Linked DNA regions of Mus musculus: all the other regions are linked to region 3. A link is a contact called in public HiChIP or PLAC-seq and promoter capture Hi-C data. All regions are on one chromosome and are shown on one strand. The core of a region is the stretch at or near the end of the contact, and the rest is flanking DNA. Distances in the headings are between cores, read along the strand shown. Region 1 holds the start of Echs1 (enoyl Coenzyme A hydratase, short chain, 1, mitochondrial). Region 2 holds the start of Utf1 (undifferentiated embryonic cell transcription factor 1). Region 3 holds the start of Glrx3 (glutaredoxin 3). Region 4 holds the start of Mtg1 (mitochondrial ribosome-associated GTPase 1). Region 5 holds the start of Nkx6-2 (NK6 homeobox 2). Region 6 holds the start of Tubgcp2 (tubulin, gamma complex associated protein 2).

Region 1 (3,321 bases), core at 149-2,648, 2.7 Mb before region 3:
TGTTTGAGACATTTCATTTTGGAACTACTGTCATGGTTGCTTAGCCTATGCTAACACAGAGACCTGGAGCAAAGGTTTGGTGGTGGTCTGTTTCTGTTTATATTCTATCTTAGTCTTGAAATAAAGTTTGCTGACTGTTCTATTCTGGTTTGGATTGTTTTCTTTAAAGTATTGAGAATCCAAACCTACTCCATCTTGGGACCAGCCTCTATCTAAAAGAAAAAAAAAAAAAAAGCCTGAGAACTTGACCTACAGAAGAACCCAGGTTGTACCCACGTACCAGGAAAGACCCCATGGCTTGTCCTTGGCCAGCGTTACTCTGTAGCTACTTCCTAACAACAGTAAAACAAAGACTAGCCTGATTGTTTCAGATGCACTTTCAGACCCTTTGTGACTGAATACAGTCGGCTTACAATAGACCTTCAGTTAGATACTTTCCAAGATGGACACCCCCTCTCTTACCTTCCATTTCTTGTAAAGCCCTGTCCAGATGAGAGTTCAAGGCTTCTCTGCCTTCCCTTCCTGTCCTGCTGTGTCAGGGTTGAGTTGGAGGAGAGGGCCCAAGCCTGAGCCTGTAATAGAGACCCTAATACTATTACATCGAAAAGGCTCCTTGGTGGACTTTTGGGGTTCACAAACTTCCCGGCATAACAGTATCAAGCTTGCTTTTGTCTGGAGATTCTGTCCTTTATCTCTATCCTAGGGTTTGCAGGACCAGGGCAAGAATACAAATGAAGGCCTGATAATACTTGCTAAATATTTTTAAGTTATAATTCAAGATAATTTACGTGAACAAAACATTGGCTTTCTTTTAAATTTATGTGAAATCTTCTCATCTTGTAAAATCACAGCTATTTCTAACCTGGTGTTATGAAGCTAGTCAGTTGTCATGTAAAGAATACCTCTGGAGCAGGGTATAATGGCTCATGCCTTTAATCCAAGCATTTGGAAGGCAGAGGCAAATGGATCTCTGTGAGATTGAGAAACAGCCTGGCCCATAAGGAGGGTTCCAGCCAACCAGGGCTATGAAGTAAGACCCTCACACAAAGCTAAACAAAACCGTCTTGCACTTTACCGCTTTATGCTTTATTACTGTATCTGTGATCGCGTCTTCCCGTAGTTTTTCCCCTGGTCAAGAACGAAAGCATACGGCCATCACAGGGGAAAGGGCACAGCCATGTCTCCCAGTCTGGCTTCGTAAACCGGGCACCCGCCAAGGGCACACCACCAAAGTGATGCAATTAACAGACTACTCCAAGAACCGCAGCCCAGCACCCCACGCTGCCCCACCCCGCCCTCTGTACCAGCCCGCTCAGGTCACGGGTCCACCCCTTAAGCTTCCGTCTTCATCCCGCCTGGGATCTGGGGCGGAGCGATTCTGCAGGCGGGGCGATTCTGTGGGCGGAACACATCGTCTCTCCGCCATGGCGGCCCTGCGTGCTCTGCTGCCCAGAGCCTGTAGCTCACTGTTGTCCTCAGTCCGCTGCCCAGAACTACGGCGCTTCGCCTCGGGTGAGTGCGGACACCGGCGGGGTGCGTCACCCCACCCACGTTGGGTGGTTTCTCCACCCATAACCTCTGGGTGGTCCCTAAACCCCGGCCTGCACGCATCCTCACTTGATCCTGGCCCTTCTCTCCTAACTCTAGATCTTTTGTCTGACCCCCTACTTCCACAAGCATGCACTCCCAACACTTGACTCTGAAGTACCTGGACCCTGGATTCGAGTACGCATCCCCACACTAAACCCAGATTTCCTGCAAGTGACCACTGACTCTAGCTTGGTGATCTTCCTTCTGAGCCTCCAACTCCAGCGCTCGACTGACCCCTTCCCAATTCCTTACCCCGTTCCCCGCTCCTCAGTCTGACCTTAGTCTCACCTTACAAGCCCAGCCAGATCCTAGCACCTCGAAGCCATGTCTAGTGGGAGGGCTCTGGGTGTAATAGCTTCTCAACGCTCGAACTTTTATGAGTGTCAGCTGGGAACATGCATGTTGGTTGTGAAATCCCATGTGTTTAGGTAGCTTTAAGAGAATGTGAAAGTAGGTTAAGTAAGACAGCCTGGGTATTGGGAAAGGTTTGTCCATAGTGCCTCCTGTCTAGTCTCTGCTGTTTCCACAGTCTCTCCTGATCGTGTCCTTCAAGCCACCCAATCAGCGTAGCCCATACCGACACACCCACTTTCCTTCCTAGCCAGCTGAATAGTTCCTCCCTTCCCACTCCTTGGCTCAACTCCTCTACAGACTTCTAGTACTCCACTGTGAATTTTTTTTTAATATTTTTTATTTAGTATTTTCCTCATTTACATTTCCAATGCTATCCCAAAAGTTCCCCATACCCTCCCCACCACTCCCCTACCCACCCACTCCCACTTTTTGGCCCTGGCGTTCCCCTGTACTGGGGCATATAAAGTTTGCAAGTCCAATGGGCCTCTTTCTGTTGATGGCCGACTAGGCCATCTTTTGATACATATGCGGCTAGAGTCAAGAGCTCCGGGGTACTGGTTAGCTCATAATGTTGTTCTACCTATAGGGTTGCACCTTTAGCTCCTTGGGTATTTTCTCTAGCTCCTCCATTGGGGGCCCTGTGATCCATCCAATAGCTGACTGTGAGCATCCACTTCTGTGTTCGCTAGGCCCCGGCATAGTCTCACAAGAGACAGCCATATCTGGGTCCTTTCAGCAAAATCATGCTAGTGTATGCAATGGGGTCAGCGTTTGGAAGCTGATTATGGGATGGATCCCCGGATATAGCAGTCTCTAGATGGTCCATCCTTTTGTCTCAGCTCCAAACTTTGTCTCTGTAACTCCTTCCATGGGTGTTTTGTTCCCAATTCTAAGAAGGGGCAAAGTGTCCACACTTTGGTCTTCGTTCTTCTTGAGTTTCATGCGTTTAGCAAATTGTATCTTATATCTTGGGTATCCTAAGTTTCTGGGTCCACTGTGAATTCTTAACCACGTTCTGGGGCAAGGGTTCCTCCTGAATCCCAACCTGGATTGGCTGTCATGTCCTGCTTCCCGGAATGGTAGACAGCCTACTGTTCAGTAACGTACCTCACACTTAAGTTACAACGGAACAAATCACCCAGAACACAGACCTTCACTCTCAGGTTTACCTCCCTCACCTTAAGTCTGTGGGCTGCACTCCCCAAGTCTGAGCTGGTTGGCCCTCCAGATCTCCTAGAACAAATGGTGCATTGGATCAGTCTCTGTCCCACCAGGCATACTGCTCCAGCAGGCCCGGGCTCTGGCTGGCTCCCGCCTGCTGTCTGCTCTGGAAAGTGCAGGCATATGGGGAGAGGGTGAATGTTCTGTGCTAGAGTT
Region 2 (3,168 bases), core at 199-2,698, 2.5 Mb before region 3:
TTCAATCACTGCTGACCAGTGGAGGGGTTCCGCACATCAGGTGCCCCAAACATCAGGTAACAACTGTGTACCACTCCGCCAAATCTTCACCGAAAAGATGCACAACTGTGGGGCGAGGGGCTGTGTCTTTTAGCCTCTACCCTTAGGGTTCCATTCTTACCGCGACCTGGAGTCCGAATTCATTCACAGGATTAAGTAGAAAACACAATCTTTATTTTGGTAAGAACCTAGGTTTGAGATGGGGATGGGGACAGTAACAGGGGTCGGGGTAGACTGGGAGTCGTTTCTGGAGAAGAGGACTGATAACAAAGCTTTATTGGCGCAAGTCCCCAAGGATGCCCCGCTCGGAGGCTGCACTGCCCAGAATGAACCCCACCGCCAGAGAAACGGTTTGGTCGAAGGAACCTCGTAGATGCTCCACGTGCTGGTTCAGGGTCGACAGCTGGTCGCGCAGAGGGCCCAGAACTGTTGAGATGTCGCCCAAGTGCGTCAAGGTCTGCAGCAACGCGGTATTCAACGACTGGGGAGCAACCTGCGGGGAAGAAGCACGGCCCTGGGAAAGGCCAGGAGGCTCATTCGGGGTCTCCACGTCGTGGTCGGGGGTTGGCGTCGGGGAGGATTCGAAGGTATGGCCCGGCTCAGGAGGCAGAGTGTCGGTGCTCGTAAGAGGAGGAGAGCTGGTAATGCGGTGGGCACCTGCAGACTTCGTCGTGGAAGAACTGAATCTGAGCGCAGGGGCAGGTTCGTCATTTTCCGCAGCCAGCGGCAGCTCGGCCTCTACGAGAGAAACGCGCGGAACGTACGGAATCCCAACTCAGGGCTCCGCCCCTCCCCAGGAGACCCAGACCCTTCTTGCCCACATGGCTGCTCCTACCTTGCTCCACCGGTGCAGGTGCGGGTGCTAACGCGGAGAGGGACGAGCGGCCGCGGCGCTGGGGACGTCCAGGGCCAGTAGAGCGGCGGCGAACCCTCGGCGGCCCATCGTCCCCCAATAGCCCCATGAGTTGGCGGATCTGGTTATCGAAGGGTCCGGACGGCTGGCCCTGGGAGTCTCGGAGTTTGTCCTTGAGGAACTTGTAGCGACGGCGGCACTGAGCGGGCGTGCGCCGAACTTGCTGACGGGCCAGTGCGGCGGACACGCGGCGGTAAGTAGGCAGAGTCTGCCTGCGGTCCAGCAGTAGTGAGCGCCACATGGCCGGCTGCAGCAGCGTGCCCAGAAGTAGCTCCGTCTCTCGGGCACTCCAGGGCGTGCGCTGCGCCGAGTCCGGGGACACGGGAGCCTTGGGCGAGCCGGGTTCAGCCATCCCGCCCGAAGTAGCGAAGGCATCAGACGTAGTCACCGGGACATCCCCGGCCGACCGCAGCTCAGCGTCGGGGCTAGCTGGCGACGGCGGAGAAAAAGCGGGCAACCTCCGGGGACGAAGCAGCATCCCTGAGCCAGGTAGAGGTGCGTGCACTCCAAGGCGTGGCCTCACCAGAGAGGAGGGCTCCTCCAGAGCCGCCCACACACGCTCTAAGGACCCCGCACCGCCCTCTGCGTCTGAACCTGGTCGTTGCGACCCTCCCATCGTCTAGCCGCCCCGCCCCCTCGCCTACCTAGTTCCTCTTGGCCTGTGCCTTGCTTATTCTAGCCCATCCCCTTTCTAGTCCTTTCCTTAGGGACCCAGGACCTGAGAACGGAGTTTTTTTGCCCTGCTACACAAAACAGAACGTGTAAAAATTTTTTTACTAAAAAAAAAAACCCAAAAAACCATTTAGGGCTAGAGAGATGGCTCAGTGGTTAAGAGCACTGACTGCTCTTCCAGAGGTCCTAAGTTCAATTCCCAGCAACCACCTGGTGTTTCACAACCATCTGTAATAGGATCTGATGCCCTCTTCTGGTGTGTCAAAAGACAGCGATGTACTCATATTAAGTACATACATACATACATACATACATCTTTTTAAAATAAGGCTTATTTGTTATTATACCTAAGTACACTGTAGCTGACTTCAAACACACCAGAAGAGGGCGTCAAATCTCATTACGGGTGGTTGTGAGCCACCATGTGGTTGCTGGGATTTGAACTCAGGACCTTCGGTGAGAGCACTCTCTTACCTGCTGAGCCATCTTTCCAGGCCCAAATAAATCATTTTTAAAAAGCATTTAATCAAGGTACAATGTAATAAGATCGAGTGAAGAGGGCAGATGGGAGGAGTCAGCTCGTTTGTTTTTGTTTTTATATTTGTGCTTCGCCCATTAGTTACTACTCATAAACAGCCTGTGAAAAGCTCCAGAAACACAAAACTCTGGCACCTTGTATGGCTAGTGCACCAGAATGTGTTGTTTATCTATGCAAATTGTAGACCCATCCTCTCCATTCTGCTCTGGCTGGGGGCTTTGGAAGATGGATGGATACATGTTGTATCTAGTTGACTCATCTAGCTAGGGAGGCCATTTGGGTGCTAGATTTGATAGCGATCAGCGGCTGCTAAATTGGAATCTTAGTTCACACACACTACAAAAAGGAATCTTTCTATCTATTAACAAAGGGTGACAAAGTATCAACTCTTCCCCTCAAGATTAAGACTAAGAAAACGATATTCAAAGTTCGTCTGAGTGTAGAATTCTTGGCCAATGTAGTCAAGACAAGAAAAAGGAACATCCTAAAAAGATGGCAAGTAAGTCCCTAGTAGCCCTAGTTTTACAGAGATCAGTGAAGTCAAAAGGAGTACCAGTCTGCCATCTTGCTTCTGGGACTGTGGTGGTCTCCTGCTGTGGGACCGAAGACAACAATGTAGCGCAAAGATTAGCGGCTGTTTCTTTAGTGATTTGTGACTAGGGGCTTGAACAAAGACCAAGGACCACTGGCTGTGTTCCTCATGACTGGGGTAGGCCAGGTCATCTCTACTTGCCATTCCAAGCCTAGCTTCCTGGGGACAGTATTCTGAGTTACAGCCTGTTGTTTTCAAGGTGTTTATCACCTGGTTCAAGCCCCCCATGTGATGGGATCTGGTGGCTCTGGGGACAGGCAGCTGGCGATGGTGGGACCTTTTTGTCCATTCAACACACCGTGTGGTCATCTCGAGCTTACTTTCAGTCTAGTGGTCTTAGGGTAGTTAAACTCCATCTGTGCTGGAGGCTTCCCTCAGGTACAGTGCTCAGGACTAAGCTCCAGGCTCAGCACA
Region 3 (2,934 bases), core at 353-2,852:
CCAGGTGTCACACAGCATTTCCCATGACCCATTCTGAACAGTCACTGCAGACGGGAACACTGTCTCCCGAGTCATCTCAGGCAGACACCAGTGACAAGAATACATGCAGATGGGTTTGCGGTTTGTTGCTGTTCTTGTCTTGCCCCCCACCCCCCTTGAGAGGAAAGAAATGTTTGTTTCCTGATTTTTTACAATAGGGTCTCCTTATATACCTCTGGCTAGCCTGAAACTCACTATGAAGATCAAACTGACCTTGAACTTGCAGAATAAATGGCATGCTAACTTTTACCCACTAAGGCCTGTTTAACACATGAAACATAAAGACAAACTAAGCATGTGAAACACACACACATAAAAGAATCTTCTCAGACGATTTAAGTTCAAGCTTTTCAGGACATGTCCACACAAGCCCTCATCACTTCAGGAGGCCATCTCTGACGTCCTCCGAAACGCCTGGTAAACGACCTGGCTGGATCCATCAGAAGTCAGCTTCTACTTAATGTTACTCTCATTCTCCCTTTTTCTTTTCTTTGGGGGGAAAAAAATTTAAAATCAAGTAAACCTGAAATGCGAAAGGGTTGGAAAGGACTGGTTTTGTTGTTGATGAAGATGAGTTGTTGTTTTCGGTGCTAGAAGTTGAACTCAGGGTTTCTTGTGTATTAAGCACTAGCTACACTGCCAGCCTCTGAATGAGCTATTGTAATTCTCCTCCATACTGTATGGAGTAGCAGATGTCAGCCAGTCAATCTGCCACCTGCCCACTCTGCTCAGTGAGGATACCAAGGCCCCCACATTAGTGGAGAGAGCTTCCGGTACGCCAACCACAAAACAGAGCTTTAACAGAACCGGTCCATTCACCCGGGAGGAAGCCGAAGGGGAGGTTAGGAAACTTGCCCCAGGATTACAAGCACATAAGGGGCTAAGGAGAGGTTGGGGATCCCCGGCAGTGGGCCCTGAAACCCCTCCCTCACCACTCTGCATGCAGATCAAGGCAGGGCAGCATCCTAGAGCGCCGAGGTCCTGGTTTCCCACGCATCCCCAGGGCTGGCCTCAGGAAGGCTTGGCCAAAGGCGAGGCGCGCGCACCCGGCCGCCGCAGACCCTCCCTTAGCCGGCTGGTGGTTCAGGAAAGCCCGGGACCCTAGCTGGGCCTGCAGGCTGGTCGCCAGCCAAGGCTTCCTTCAGGAGGCGCCACATGCGGGTCTCCGGAGGGCAGGTCCATTGTGCACGCGGGCCGCCGCGGGCCGCTTCCCTAGGAGGGGCTACCGCCGCGGCCCAAGTAGGGCCGCCGTTGGACCACGAGCTCAGCTCCGGACGTGCCGCGTTGGGAAGCCGCCCCCAAGTCCCGTGACCCCCCGGCCCGCCGCCCTCTGGTCCCCGGGCCCTCTCGCCGCCCCCGCGTACTTGGTTTTGAGGCGCAGTAGCTCTTCAAACTGCTGGGCAGAGCCGACTTCCACCACTGCCACGGCTGCCTCGCCTGCCTCGGCCGCCCCCGCCGCCATGCTGTCTCCGCCAGACACCAGCAGTCGAGCGCCGGAGGCTCGATAGGGCCGGACGGACACGCGAGGAGGCTGCGCACGGGGAAGCCACGCCCGCTGAGATCGGGGGCCCACCCCTGACACACTATGCCACGCCCTCCGGCACTGAAGGTCACGCCCTCGGACTGGGAGAACTGGGAGGCTCTGGGTTGGGCTAGCGGAGCCTCCTTGCTTTGTATTGGTGTGCTAACTAGCTAGATGCCTTGGCCCCTGGCTGTTGTAGCTCTGGAGCTCAGAAACCTGTAATAGGAAGGGATGTAAGTATGTGTGTATTGTAAATTAGAGTGAAGTCAGAATAGAACATTGGCAAGCTGAAATCTCACATGAAGCTGCATAAAGATGAACTAGGAAGTCTTAAGACTAAAAAAACAATAGTGTCTGAGCACAACCCTGATAGTCCTTGTACCTCAGTCCTGGAGGAAACTCGAACTCTTCTAGAGGTGCCCTCAGAACCCCATAATCAACCTTCAGTACAACTCTGTGACACCTGTTAGCCGTTGCAGCCTTGACACAAGACCTAAATGGCTCGCCCCATTGCCTCTAAGAACCGTTAGGCTCCTTTTTAGAGTTCCTGCACCTTCCCACCCAGGCCCAGCCTCCATGACCCTCTTACTAGAAGCTTCCCTGTACGGGCAGTGACTCGCCAGTGGTATCTTCTCCACACTCTTTCCCATGCTAAGGCAGGAAGTTCCTTAAGTTTGAGTCCAGCCTGGGCTCTACAGTGAGTTCCAGGCCAGCCTGAGTAACAGTAACAGATTACAGATTGAAATATTTTCGATCGATTGGGAATTAAATATGTCCTTTTACCTCTGCTCACTGAGCCATTTTAAAGAACACAGGAGAGTTGCTTGCGGTGGCCACTCCTGTATCCTATTGGCAGCCCTGCTCCTATGATTACAAAAGCCCTGGAAGCTGTGTCACACACATCTTGAGAAACACCCCTACTAAAAATGTGGATCACAGTGCTCCAAATGCAACAGGACAAATTGTTCTGCTTCTTGGCTGGGGGGGGGGGGGGCAGAACCCCAAACTTAGGACTGTAAGAAAATAAACATACGCCAATACCAATAAAGCCATAGAAACCTCAGAAAGACATCAGGGTCACACGCGGACATTAACATCCTGATTATAGTATTGTATTACAGGTTTGCAAGGTGCGATGGGTTGTATATGCTCAGCCCAGGGAGTGGCACTATTAGAAGGTGTGGCCCTATTGGAGTAGGTGTGTCACTGTGGGTGTGTGCTTTAAGGCCCTCATCCTAGCTCCCTGGAAGCCAGTCTCCTCCTGGCTGCCTTTGGAACAAGTGGTGGAACTCTCAGCTCCTCCAGCCCCACATCTGCCTGGATGCTGCTATGCTCCCACCTTGGTGATAATGGACTGAACCTCTGAACCTGTA
Region 4 (3,218 bases), core at 483-2,982, 2.7 Mb before region 3:
ATCTGGCAGCAGGTGATATTAGATGAGTAGACATGTATAGCCTAAAACAAATACACCAGATGTATTATTGCTAAAGTTCCTGAAGTTCTCTGAAGGCTGAAATAGTTCCTATTCTCCATGACTATTTCCAGAGACTACCACCAGTGGCAGCAGGTCCCCACGCCCACCACCAGCTGCTGTTCCAGGGGCCTGGTGGTCTGGCATCCCCACGCTCTTCTAAGGCTAAGTAAGCAGGATGAAAAACTCACATGCCAACAGAAACCAAACACAGCTTAAATGCAACAAACAGTCTGAGAAGCACCTGCCAGTAGACATGATTGTAACTTGCCAATTCTTCAATTAAGGACAAGAGGAAAGGACAGGTTAGTAGGATCATTTCATCTCCGGTTTCATAATTTACCCCTAAAAATATCAAAGTAAACAAGAGGCTGAGACAAATAAGATATCAGATGGGCCGGGCGTAGTGGCACACGCCTTTAATCCCAGCACTTGGGAGGCAGAGGCAGGCGGATTTCTGAGTTCAAGGTCAGCCTGGTCTACAGAGTGAGTTCCAGGACAGCCAGGGCTATAAAGAGAAACCCTGTCTGGGGGGGGGGGGGGGGGAGAGATATCAGATGGGAGCCTAAAAATAAAAACACCAGCCTAGACCCCACGAGGGAGATTCTGATCTAAAAGGGCCCTAGCTATTGATGTAAAAGCCTCCCGGGAACTCTAATGTGTAATGAGAATTGGAAAACACTGCTTTATGTCCCAGTAATTACAAAAGAAGCTGTCGCAGCTGTAGACATAATGATGGACCAGAGGCAGAGCAGACTAAACTGTCTGAAGGAGATGGAGAGGAACCAGGAAAGCATCCTGCTGCTGCCTTTACAGTCGAGCAGAGGTGCTCCCCTCTACAGCGTAAAAGGATATCCTGGCGTCATGAACCTCGATAACACAATCCACCGACTTCAGACTGCTCTGCATCTTCTTTAGTCCTAGAAAATAGAGGGGCACTAAGGAAACAGCCAAAGGGGGCAAGTTTAAGTTCTCCTAGGGGAATACATCTGAGAACCATCAGTGCACACAGGGTTAAAGGAGGCAGCATTCTGAGCCACGTTCCACGGTGCCCCGATGGTTCTGGAAGGTACATTTCACACAAGATGGTCTTAATCAGGAAGTTCCTGATACTGTGCGGACTTAATACCCTCACTGCACAGAAACACTGAGGCTCCGCACCGCAACTGCCACCTGTCCACTCACACTCCCGGCGCCTTTTCTGCCACACACTATAATCTCGCATGGCTGCGGCAGCCAAGACCACAGCAAACAGCAGCCTAGGACCGCACTACGTCTACAGCTGCCTGGGGCCAAGTTGTGACCTATAAACTCAGACATCAGCTTGCATGTGACTTAAAGGGACCACTCAGTGCGTCTCAAAAGTATCAAGCACAAAACAGCTCTCCAACCCGATGCCAGGAAGGCGAACCAAGGAACCGCCAGGACCGGCGCCCGTGCCGCCTGCAGCCCATGCTGGCCTCACCCTTGGCCATGTGGCCGGGGAACCAGCGTGCTACATCGTGACCTTGCAGAGGGAAGCACTCGCGCCAAGCGCCCCGGACGGCACCCCATGCCTGCGGCCACAGCCTCATGTCACTGGTGTCGGAAGAGTTCGCAGTCGGACCGCCTCCGCCAGGGCCTGGATCTGCTCACAGGGTTCCGGCGCGCCTGGGTTCCGTGCGCGACTGCGCATGCGCCTGACTCGAGCACTCTGGGATAAGCAGGGGCACGGGGTTGGCCCGGTAGTGCTCCATTCTCAGGATTCCTGAGCTTATGTGAGGTTCTTTTCAGGGATTTGAAGATAGTCTCCTTTTTTTTCTTTTGGAAAGACGATATATATATATAAAATATTATATTTGCTCTTATGTTGTGGTTGCGCACACTTTTTATCCCCAGCACCAGAGGCAGAGGCCAGTAAGTGGCTCTCAGTGTGCTTGAGACCAGCCTGGTGGATTCCAGAGCCAGTGCTACATGGTAAGACAGAGAAAAACAACAACAAAAAGACTCAATTTCATTTATTTATATTTTTTCTCATTTTTAATAGGTATTTTCCTCATTTACATTTCCAATGCTATCCCAAAAGTTCCCCATACCCACCTTCCCACTCCCCTTTTTTTGCCCTGGCGTTCCCCTGTACTGGGGCATATAAAGTTTGCAAGTCTAATGGGCCTCTCTTTCCAGTGATGGCCTACTGGGCCATCTTTTGATACATATGCAGCTAGAGACAAGAGCTCCGGGGTACTAGTTAGTTCATATTGTTGTTCCACCTATAGGGTTGCAGTTCCCTTTAGTTCCTTGGGTGCTTTCTCTAGCTCCTCCATTGGGGGCCCTTTATATTTTTATTTGAAGTGTCTGTGTATGCCATGTGTTAGCGGATACGCCCAGAAGCCAGTGGATCCTCTGGACCTGGAATTACAGGGGCTTTTGAGTTGTTTGACTGGGTGCTGAGAATTGAACTTCAGTCCTGTGCAATAGCAGCAATCATTCTTAACCTCCAAGCCATCTCTCCAGTCCCAATCTGGAGATTTTTCACTATATTCCAAATCTTTCAGGTTTGAGGATATATAGCATGGAGGATAACAAGCTGGCCTGGCCTAGCATGCCCAAGATTCTAGGGTTTCATAGGGAAGCCAGAAGAAATTGGGCTGCTGGCAATGAAGATGTGGCTTCTCCATGGTGGGAAATTGGCCTAGAAATTTAAACTTAAAATCTAGGCACATTTTTCTTCCTTTTGAGACAATATCTCACTTTGTAGCCTACGCTACCAAAACTCAGGCAGGTGTGACAGCACACACCAGTAATCCTAGCATATGAGAGATTTGAGGCAAGAGGGTCAGGAACTCAGGGTCAGCCTGAGCTTCATGAGGCAGTCTAAAAAAAGTCGTCTTTCTCCCTCGTATACTCATATAAATCAATGTAAGGAAATTGAGTTGTCCCCTATCAGTTCCCGGGCCTGCCTTAGAACTTTCAAGTGTTACACACACACACACACACACACACACACACACACACCTGTAATGCCTCCATTTTCAAGTGTGACATTTTAATGTAACTGTTATAAATACCGACTACATTCCCATTAATACAATGAGAGTGAAGTGGGCTTCATAGTTGTAAGACTAAATGCAAATCCAGCTGCTCCTGGTAGAACAGGCCTGTGATACCAGCTAAGGATGATA
Region 5 (3,317 bases), core at 231-2,730, 2.1 Mb before region 3:
TTTCAGGTCCTGCAGAAGTCAGCGGGACCACAGCACTTATTTCCAGTTCCCGCCATAAAGTGGCTTTCCAAGCCTTGACCTGATGGAGACGCGTGGCGTAAAGACCCCACACTAACTGTTAAAAAACGAAACTGAACTTCTAAGAGGACCAGCAGCAGTGGACGTTAGGCCCCTACGTGAAGCCTTTAGGATCACTTTTGCCCGTAAGACAGAAACCTTGGAGACCAGGGCAAAAGGGGAAAGTCGTTATTAACAAACTGCACAGGGCCTCTGCTTAAATCGCCAGGACCGGAAACAGTAGATTCTATTTCCACAGGTTGTATCACAATCAGTACTAGGTATTATGAGGTTAACAGTAAGCACTGCTCAAGAGGAGGAAAGAAATAAGCGCCAGCGTGCTACCTTCTCGGATCCTGCTGTGCGCCGCCGCACTAGGTGGCTGCAACTTCAGTTAACTGCCCAACAATTTTATGGAGTGAGAGGCCCCTGTACTAGAAAAGAAATTAAGGCCTAGTGGGCTCTACAGGCCGGGTCTATAGCCAGTGCTCTGTCCGCTAGACTGCAAACGCATACCCAGCCGAAGTCAGTGAGTAAGGTGATCCTTTCGTCCTGGTTCTTGAATTCCAAAACCGCTGCATTCTGGCCCGAGGTCCAGCTTGCCAGAAAGCAATAAGCAGGAGAATTCTGGTCCTGGGCCTCAAAGTCTGGACACGGGTAACCTCCTAGGTGAGTGCCTAATAAGCATAAAAGTTCAAGGGGGACGGCCTAGCCTCTCCCAGATACCCCAACCCAACTTCAAGGATTTCAGAACGGGAGGACAGCATAGGTTGTGTGTGTGTGTGTGTGTGTGGTAGTAAGGTCACCGGTTGCCTGGAGCCATCTAAAGTCAGTGAGTTCAGTTGGCAGAGTTTGGCAGATCTGAGGAAGCCAAATCTATCTGGTCCCTAGAGTCCACCCTTTTTCGTTCAAAATCCACCCAGAAAAGTTATACCCACAAGTTCACAACAGCCCACACCACCACGAGCTGGGAAGGAGAAGGAACCCCAGTACAGGGCTTGGGCCCTGATCCAAGATGGAGTGCCCTGACCTGTGGCGTCCAGCCGTCCCAGGCTCTTCCCTGAACTAAGCATACTGAGCTTGAGCTTTCGGAGTGGATCTTGAAATCTACATTCTTTCGGTCGATAAAATATGTTCTCGTATTTTTTCCTGATTTTCCCATTAAAACCTTTGCCTAACTAAACTCCCATCCAACGGGATTTATTTCATCTCTAGGGAGATAAATCAGGGGGCAAATTTACAGTCCCGGAGGCACCTGCCTCGCTAATGGGCCCTTCATGGAGTGCATGGCCGGCGGGGGCGCGCGCAGACGGGCCGGACGCTGGCCAATGGCCTGGTCGCCAGTGCCTTCAGCCAATCAGCGCGCGCGCCGCGCCCAGGCCCCGCGGTTATCAGTGCGTCCATCCCGCGCGGCGCCGCTCCGACCTGCCCCGGAGCCGCCACTGCCGCTCCCGCCGCCCTTAGTATCCCTGCCTTCTCTCTGACCGCCGCCCATTCAGCGCAACAGCCGTCGGTCCTCTCGCTTTCCCGTAGGGGCCGTCGGCGTTCGTTTGAAACGCGGTCCACCCGTCCCAGCGTAGCCGGCGCTCTTCGGCGCCGCGCGCAAACTTCCCGAGCCGGCGGGTGCGGGCGGTGGCAGCGGGGCCCGGATGGGCGCCCGGGTCGGAGGCGGCGGCGCCCATGGACGCTAACCGCCCGGGTGCGTTTGTGCTGAGCAGCGCGCCTTTAGCCGCGCTGCACAACATGGCTGAGATGAAGACGTCGCTGTTCCCCTACGCGCTGCAGGGCCCGGCGGGCTTCAAGACACCCGCCCTAGGCAGCCTTGGCGCGCAGTTGCCTCTAGGCACTCCGCACGGCATCAGCGACATCCTGGGACGGCCGGTGGGCGCAGCGGGTGGCGGCCTCCTAGGAAGTCTGCCCCGTCTCAACGGGCTCGCCTCGTCTGCAGGTGTCTACTTCGGGCCCGCAGCCGCCGTGGCTCGGGGCTACCCCAAGCCGCTGGCGGAACTGCCTGGGCGCCCGCCCATCTTCTGGCCTGGGGTGGTGCAGGGCTCTCCCTGGAGGGACCCGCGACTGGCCGGCTCCGGTAAGTGGCCCGCGCGGGATTCGGTAAGGAGAGGGGCTGGGCGCGGGCCTCGGACTGCGCTCACTGGCTCTTCTTCGCAGCCCAAGCCGGCGGGGTCCTGGATAAGGATGGCAAGAAGAAACACTCGCGGCCGACTTTCTCCGGCCAGCAGATCTTCGCGCTGGAGAAGACTTTCGAGCAGACCAAGTATTTGGCAGGCCCAGAGCGCGCGCGGCTTGCCTACTCTCTGGGCATGACCGAGAGCCAAGTGAAGGTGAGCTCGAAATGGGCCGGGGTCCAGCAGTATTGAGGCGGGGCCCGGAGTCCGCGTCCTGCGAACGGCCGGCGAGCGGCGGTTCGGCTGCGGCCGGACCGCGGAAAGCGCTGGCGCCAGGCGGGTCCGGAGTGCTGGTCGGGTGAGGCGAGCCTCGGTGCCCGTCTGATGATCCCTCCCCCAAACCCCCAGGTGTGGTTCCAGAATCGGCGGACCAAGTGGCGCAAGCGGCACGCGGCAGAGATGGCGTCGGCTAAAAAGAAGCAAGACTCGGATGCCGAGAAGCTGAAGGTGGGTGGCTCAGACGCGGAGGACGATGACGAATACAACCGGCCCCTGGACCCCAACTCCGATGACGAGAAGATCACGCGGCTTCTCAAAAAGCACAAACCCTCGAACTTGGCGCTCGTTAGCCCGTGTGGTGGCAGCGCGGGGGACGCCTTGTGAGGACGCGGCCAGGCCGGAGAACCCGAGAACCGGGACTCGCGGCATGCCCCGACGCCAGCCGCCCAGCCGCAGTGTGTATATATATTTTTACAGAATAAGTTATAAAGCGGACGTTGGCGCGGCCTTGGCGTGATGGCGGAGTACGGGGTTTGGGCCGATCACTTTGTATAATCAATAAATTATTTAACACGTCCTCGTCGGAGCCGTGGCTCCCAAGGCTGCACATCGTGTTTCTTCCATACGGAGCTGGCACCAGCGGGCGGGCAGGACCCTGCAGACCCACCTAGCCTGTTCTCTCTGTGGGCGCCAGAGACTGGCGCAGGGGGGCGCGACAGTGCTTGATGACGACCTGGGGCCCGTGTGCGCCTTTGGTTCAGAGGTTGAGTGCCTGGTGATGGTCCCAGAGCGCACGGTGATGGCAGCTTGCAGGAGCGCAGAGGTTGTGAGACTGAGCATGCCCCGGGTCGTGGGAAG
Region 6 (3,099 bases), core at 527-3,026, 2.6 Mb before region 3:
GTGCAATGGGGCTCTGCATGATTGAAAACAGACTCCAATTCAGACACATTTTATTTGTTTGTCTTTGTGTGTGTGCTTAGGTGTATATACTCATGTGTGTGGTGTACGTTTATATGTTGAGGACCAAAGACAACCTCAGGTGCCATTTCCTAGGAGCCATCTACCTGGATGAGACGAGGTCTCTCACTGGGACTCAGAGCTCACAGATGAGGCTAAGCTGGCTGGCCTAACTCCAGAACTCTCTGTCTTCACTTTCATGGTGCTAGCATTGTATGGTGCACGCCATACTTGGATTTTTAAGGTAGGTGCTAGGGATTGAACCGCAAACTTATGCACTTCACAGAATGAGCTGTCACCTCATCAATGCACTACCAAAGGATCATGGGAGTTCATGGAAAGGAGTCACTTTTTAAAGGAAGCAAAGAAGCATTATTCTAAAAGTTATTCCAGGAATTATTCTCCTTAGGGCAGTCTAAACAGTCATGCTAACAGACAGCTTTGTTGGCAAGTTTATAAAAGTAAGCAGAGAGAGAGAGAGAGAGAGAGAGAGAGAGAGAGAGAAACCCTAGGGGGTTCCATGGGAGAAGTGTGAAGAGCACACAGGGGATTCCATGGGAAAAGCACACACACTTGGGACAGTCCCCAGTGCCCTGCTGGTAGCATCAGAGGGCCATGGAAGACACCACACCAGCACAAGCACTTGCTAGCACCTCACCCTCTGCTCTGTTAGTGTCCTCACTAAGATTTGATTACAGTGTCTGTTCCCAGGCTTAAGACTGGGGACAGTCACAACTGGGTCCCTCACGTACCCTCTGTTCGTCTTGGGCTTATCAAATCGGAAATCCGCAGGGTACAGGTGTAGCCTCACCATGTGATCCTTCCGGTCTTGGCTGGTCTTGAACTTCTCTGGGCAGCTTTCAACCAAGCACTGGTACTACAAAGAATAAAGTGTCACCTCTACTCTCACCCTGCCCTAAGCCCTAATCCCAGTCACCACTGCAGATGCACCCAGTGCAGTCAGCACCCACCATGTCTTGCCTCTGGGCCAGGATCTGAAACAGAGAGTCGTGCCATTCCAGGATGTGGACATCCAGCAAATGCCCAGAGGGGAAGGCACGGTTGCAGAAGGAGCAGGTGTTTCCATGCATCATGTGGTAGTGGTGCTGGTAGTCTTCTATGGCGGCAAACACTTGGCAACAGCCAGCCACCTGACAGGTGAACTCAGGCACCCTGGGAAAGGAGGTGTGTCTCTTGGAAGAATGTTTCCCCCTTCCCCCAACTATCCCAAGGCAGGAATTCCGGCGGAACTTCTTACCCATATTCCAGCTGAGCCTGAAACAAGAAGAGCGCTTCTTGTGCCACCCCAAACCTTACTAACAGACTAGGGGAGGGAAGTCCAGCCAAGCCATGCTCCTGTTAGGGCAGGGTGGTGCTAAGTGGATGCTACTCGGGTGTCAACTGGGAGGGGTCGGAGTCCCAGGGTGTAAGCGGACGAGAGAGGAGGAATCAGGATAGCGCTAGCAAGCCGAGTAAGGCCTCGAAGCCAAGGTGCTCACATGGATTTTTCCGGCGTCTCGGACACTTGCGTGAGCATGTCCTGCAAGTACAGGTGCCGCTGCACATCCCCATCCTACAGAAGACACGCGTCAAGAGCTGTGGGTGGACTCCGGCATCGAAGCCACGCCCTACAGCTCGGAGCCACGCCCCAACCCATAGAGCTGTGTCCAGCCCCTTGATCCGGTCCACAGGTCCGGTCCCCACAAGCCCCGCCCACAGCGACAGTCTTGCTTCTAGGCCCCTCCCTGTGGGGCTCAGGACATCTTCCGCCCGGGTTGTCACGCACCTCGAAGAATTCGTGATCCCGCGGGAAGCGCACGGCACGCGGCGCGAATCGGAAGGGTGCCTCCCCAGCCGCAGGGTTCCTCTCCACGGGCAGCGGTTCGGCTGCCCCCGGCTCCCCGGCCAGGCGGGAATATAGTGCAGGGGGAAGCAACATCACCACGGCCGCCGCGGCCCTTCGGCCACCGTCGGAGGGGTGGTGACGGACGTGACGTCTACTAACTTCCTGTGGCGACCCTGCGGGGCGGGACGCGACGCGCGGAGGTGAGTCAGGGCTGGGTCTGTGTTGTGGCGGGAACTGGTCGGAGAAGGGCGGGGCTGGAGCCGGGCGCGGGATCGGGTACCGGAGCCAGGCTGGCCTGCAGCGGGGAAGAGCCTGATTCTCTTGGGCCTCTGCCGCCGGCGGTTCCGTCCGCCAGCCCGGGCTTGTCTCGCTCCACGGTGCGACTGCCTCTCTGGCTCTTTCAGTCCTCTCCAGGAGTCCAATTGGAGGCAGTGGCCTTGGGAAGTTCGTGGTTAGTGTGACTCCTCTCTTGACAGCCCCGCGGTGACTGCGGTGCTGGCCTGCGGGTTTTCTGCATCTGCTGCTGGTGCTCGGGGTTCAGGGGTGAAGGGATCAGGGCCTGCTGCAGTAGAGACAGGTGTGGAAAGAAACCCTAACCTAAACAAAAAGACGATCGAAACGTGCGGCTGACACTTTGAGGGGCTTTAACTTTGCTCCTCTACCAAAGTAGGTCACCCTCCCCCAGTATGAATATAAGTGTCAAGAAAGAAGGGACGCTACTGTTTAATAGATACAAATGAAAGCCTTTTGGGATTATTCTCCCTCTCTCTCAGCCCAGGCCTTGCTCGGTCTGTTTCTCTTTCTCTCTGTTCTGGATTCTTCCAAATGTCTCTGGATGTTTTCTCTCTTATTTATAGTAAAACCTTCCCCCTAAGGAGAGGGACCTGGGGAGCAGGGAGAGGCACGGGCGGGGGGGCGAAGAAGAGAAGGAGGGAGGGATGAAGGAAGGAAAGCCTTTCTGTAATTAAGCCCTGGAAATGAGCGTTTCTATGTCTTTAGACAGCTGCTTATGACCAGGCGTGATATCATCTCTCTCACTTTTGTCTCTGTAAAAGTATTTGGATTCTTGACATTTTGCAAATGATAAAATGTTTTTGACAGGCCATGTCTTGGTTAGGTGTTTTGTTTTGTTTTTTGTTTTTTGTTTTCGAGACAGGGTTTCTTTGTGTATCCTGGCTGTCCTGGACAACTCACTT

What was found. Promoter capture Hi-C pulls out the DNA fragments that hold promoters and counts their contacts. HiChIP or PLAC-seq counts read pairs in DNA pulled down with a chosen protein or histone mark. Capture Hi-C pulls out chosen DNA fragments and counts their contacts.
Region 1: a contact with region 3 is called in a promoter capture Hi-C map of pre-B cells, with 5 times the contacts expected there. The contact joins the promoter of Echs1 here to the promoter of Glrx3 in region 3. A contact is called at or near these places in 1 of 39 promoter capture datasets (pre-B cells) and 1 of 9 other capture datasets (liver).
Region 2: a promoter capture Hi-C map of pre-B cells shows a contact between it and region 3, with 4 times the contacts expected there. The contact joins the promoter of Utf1 here to the promoter of Glrx3 in region 3.
Region 4: a contact with region 3 is called in a promoter capture Hi-C map of liver, with 2.4 times the contacts expected there. The contact joins the promoter of Mtg1 here to the promoter of Glrx3 in region 3. A contact is called at or near these places in 1 of 39 promoter capture datasets (pre-B cells) and 1 of 9 other capture datasets (liver).
Region 5: a contact with region 3 is called in an H3K4me3 HiChIP or PLAC-seq map of embryonic stem cells, with 5 read pairs. The contact joins the promoter of Nkx6-2 here to the promoter of Glrx3 in region 3. A contact is called at or near these places in 1 of 39 promoter capture datasets (pre-B cells) and 1 of 115 datasets of contacts at active chromatin or transcription factors (embryonic stem cells).
Region 6: a promoter capture Hi-C map of adipose tissue shows a contact between it and region 3, with 3 times the contacts expected there. The contact joins the promoter of Tubgcp2 here to the promoter of Glrx3 in region 3. A contact is called at or near these places in 2 of 9 other capture datasets (adipose tissue and liver).

The regions. Positions count from the first base shown.
Region 1 is chr7:140,114,498-140,117,818 of GRCm38.p6, reverse strand. It overlaps Echs1 (enoyl Coenzyme A hydratase, short chain, 1, mitochondrial), which reads left to right and starts at 1,398. Exons shown (of 8, transcript NM_053119.3): 1 at 1,398-1,512. The coding sequence starts at 1,425. It also overlaps a transcript of Paox not described here.
Region 2 is chr7:139,942,136-139,945,303 of GRCm38.p6, reverse strand. Utf1 (undifferentiated embryonic cell transcription factor 1) reads right to left here and starts at 1,448. Exons shown (of 2, transcript NM_009482.2): 1 at 875-1,448; 2 at 192-777. The coding sequence starts at 1,430. The coding sequence ends at 314.
Region 3 is chr7:137,436,241-137,439,174 of GRCm38.p6, reverse strand. It overlaps Glrx3 (glutaredoxin 3), which reads right to left and starts at 1,602. Exons shown (of 11, transcript NM_023140.5): 1 at 1,404-1,602. The coding sequence starts at 1,501.
Region 4 is chr7:140,136,078-140,139,295 of GRCm38.p6, reverse strand. It overlaps Mtg1 (mitochondrial ribosome-associated GTPase 1), which reads right to left and starts at 1,732. Exons shown (of 11, transcript NM_199301.2): 1 at 1,523-1,732; 2 at 913-977. The coding sequence starts at 1,631.
Region 5 is chr7:139,580,960-139,584,276 of GRCm38.p6, reverse strand. It overlaps Nkx6-2 (NK6 homeobox 2), which reads left to right and starts at 1,480. Exons shown (of 3, transcript NM_183248.3): 1 at 1,480-2,143; 2 at 2,224-2,396; 3 at 2,589-3,057. The coding sequence starts at 1,738. The coding sequence ends at 2,843. It overlaps Gm33031 (a long non-coding RNA gene), which reads right to left and starts at 1,481. Exons shown (of 7, transcript XR_003946896.1): 1 at 1-1,481.
Region 6 is chr7:140,035,351-140,038,449 of GRCm38.p6, reverse strand. It overlaps Tubgcp2 (tubulin, gamma complex associated protein 2), which reads left to right and starts at 1,776. Exons shown (of 18, transcript NM_001286007.1): 1 at 1,776-2,103. Zfp511 (zinc finger protein 511) reads right to left here and starts at 2,059. Exons shown (of 6, transcript NM_027201.1): 1 at 1,844-2,059; 2 at 1,557-1,630; 3 at 1,029-1,230; 4 at 810-934. The coding sequence starts at 1,996.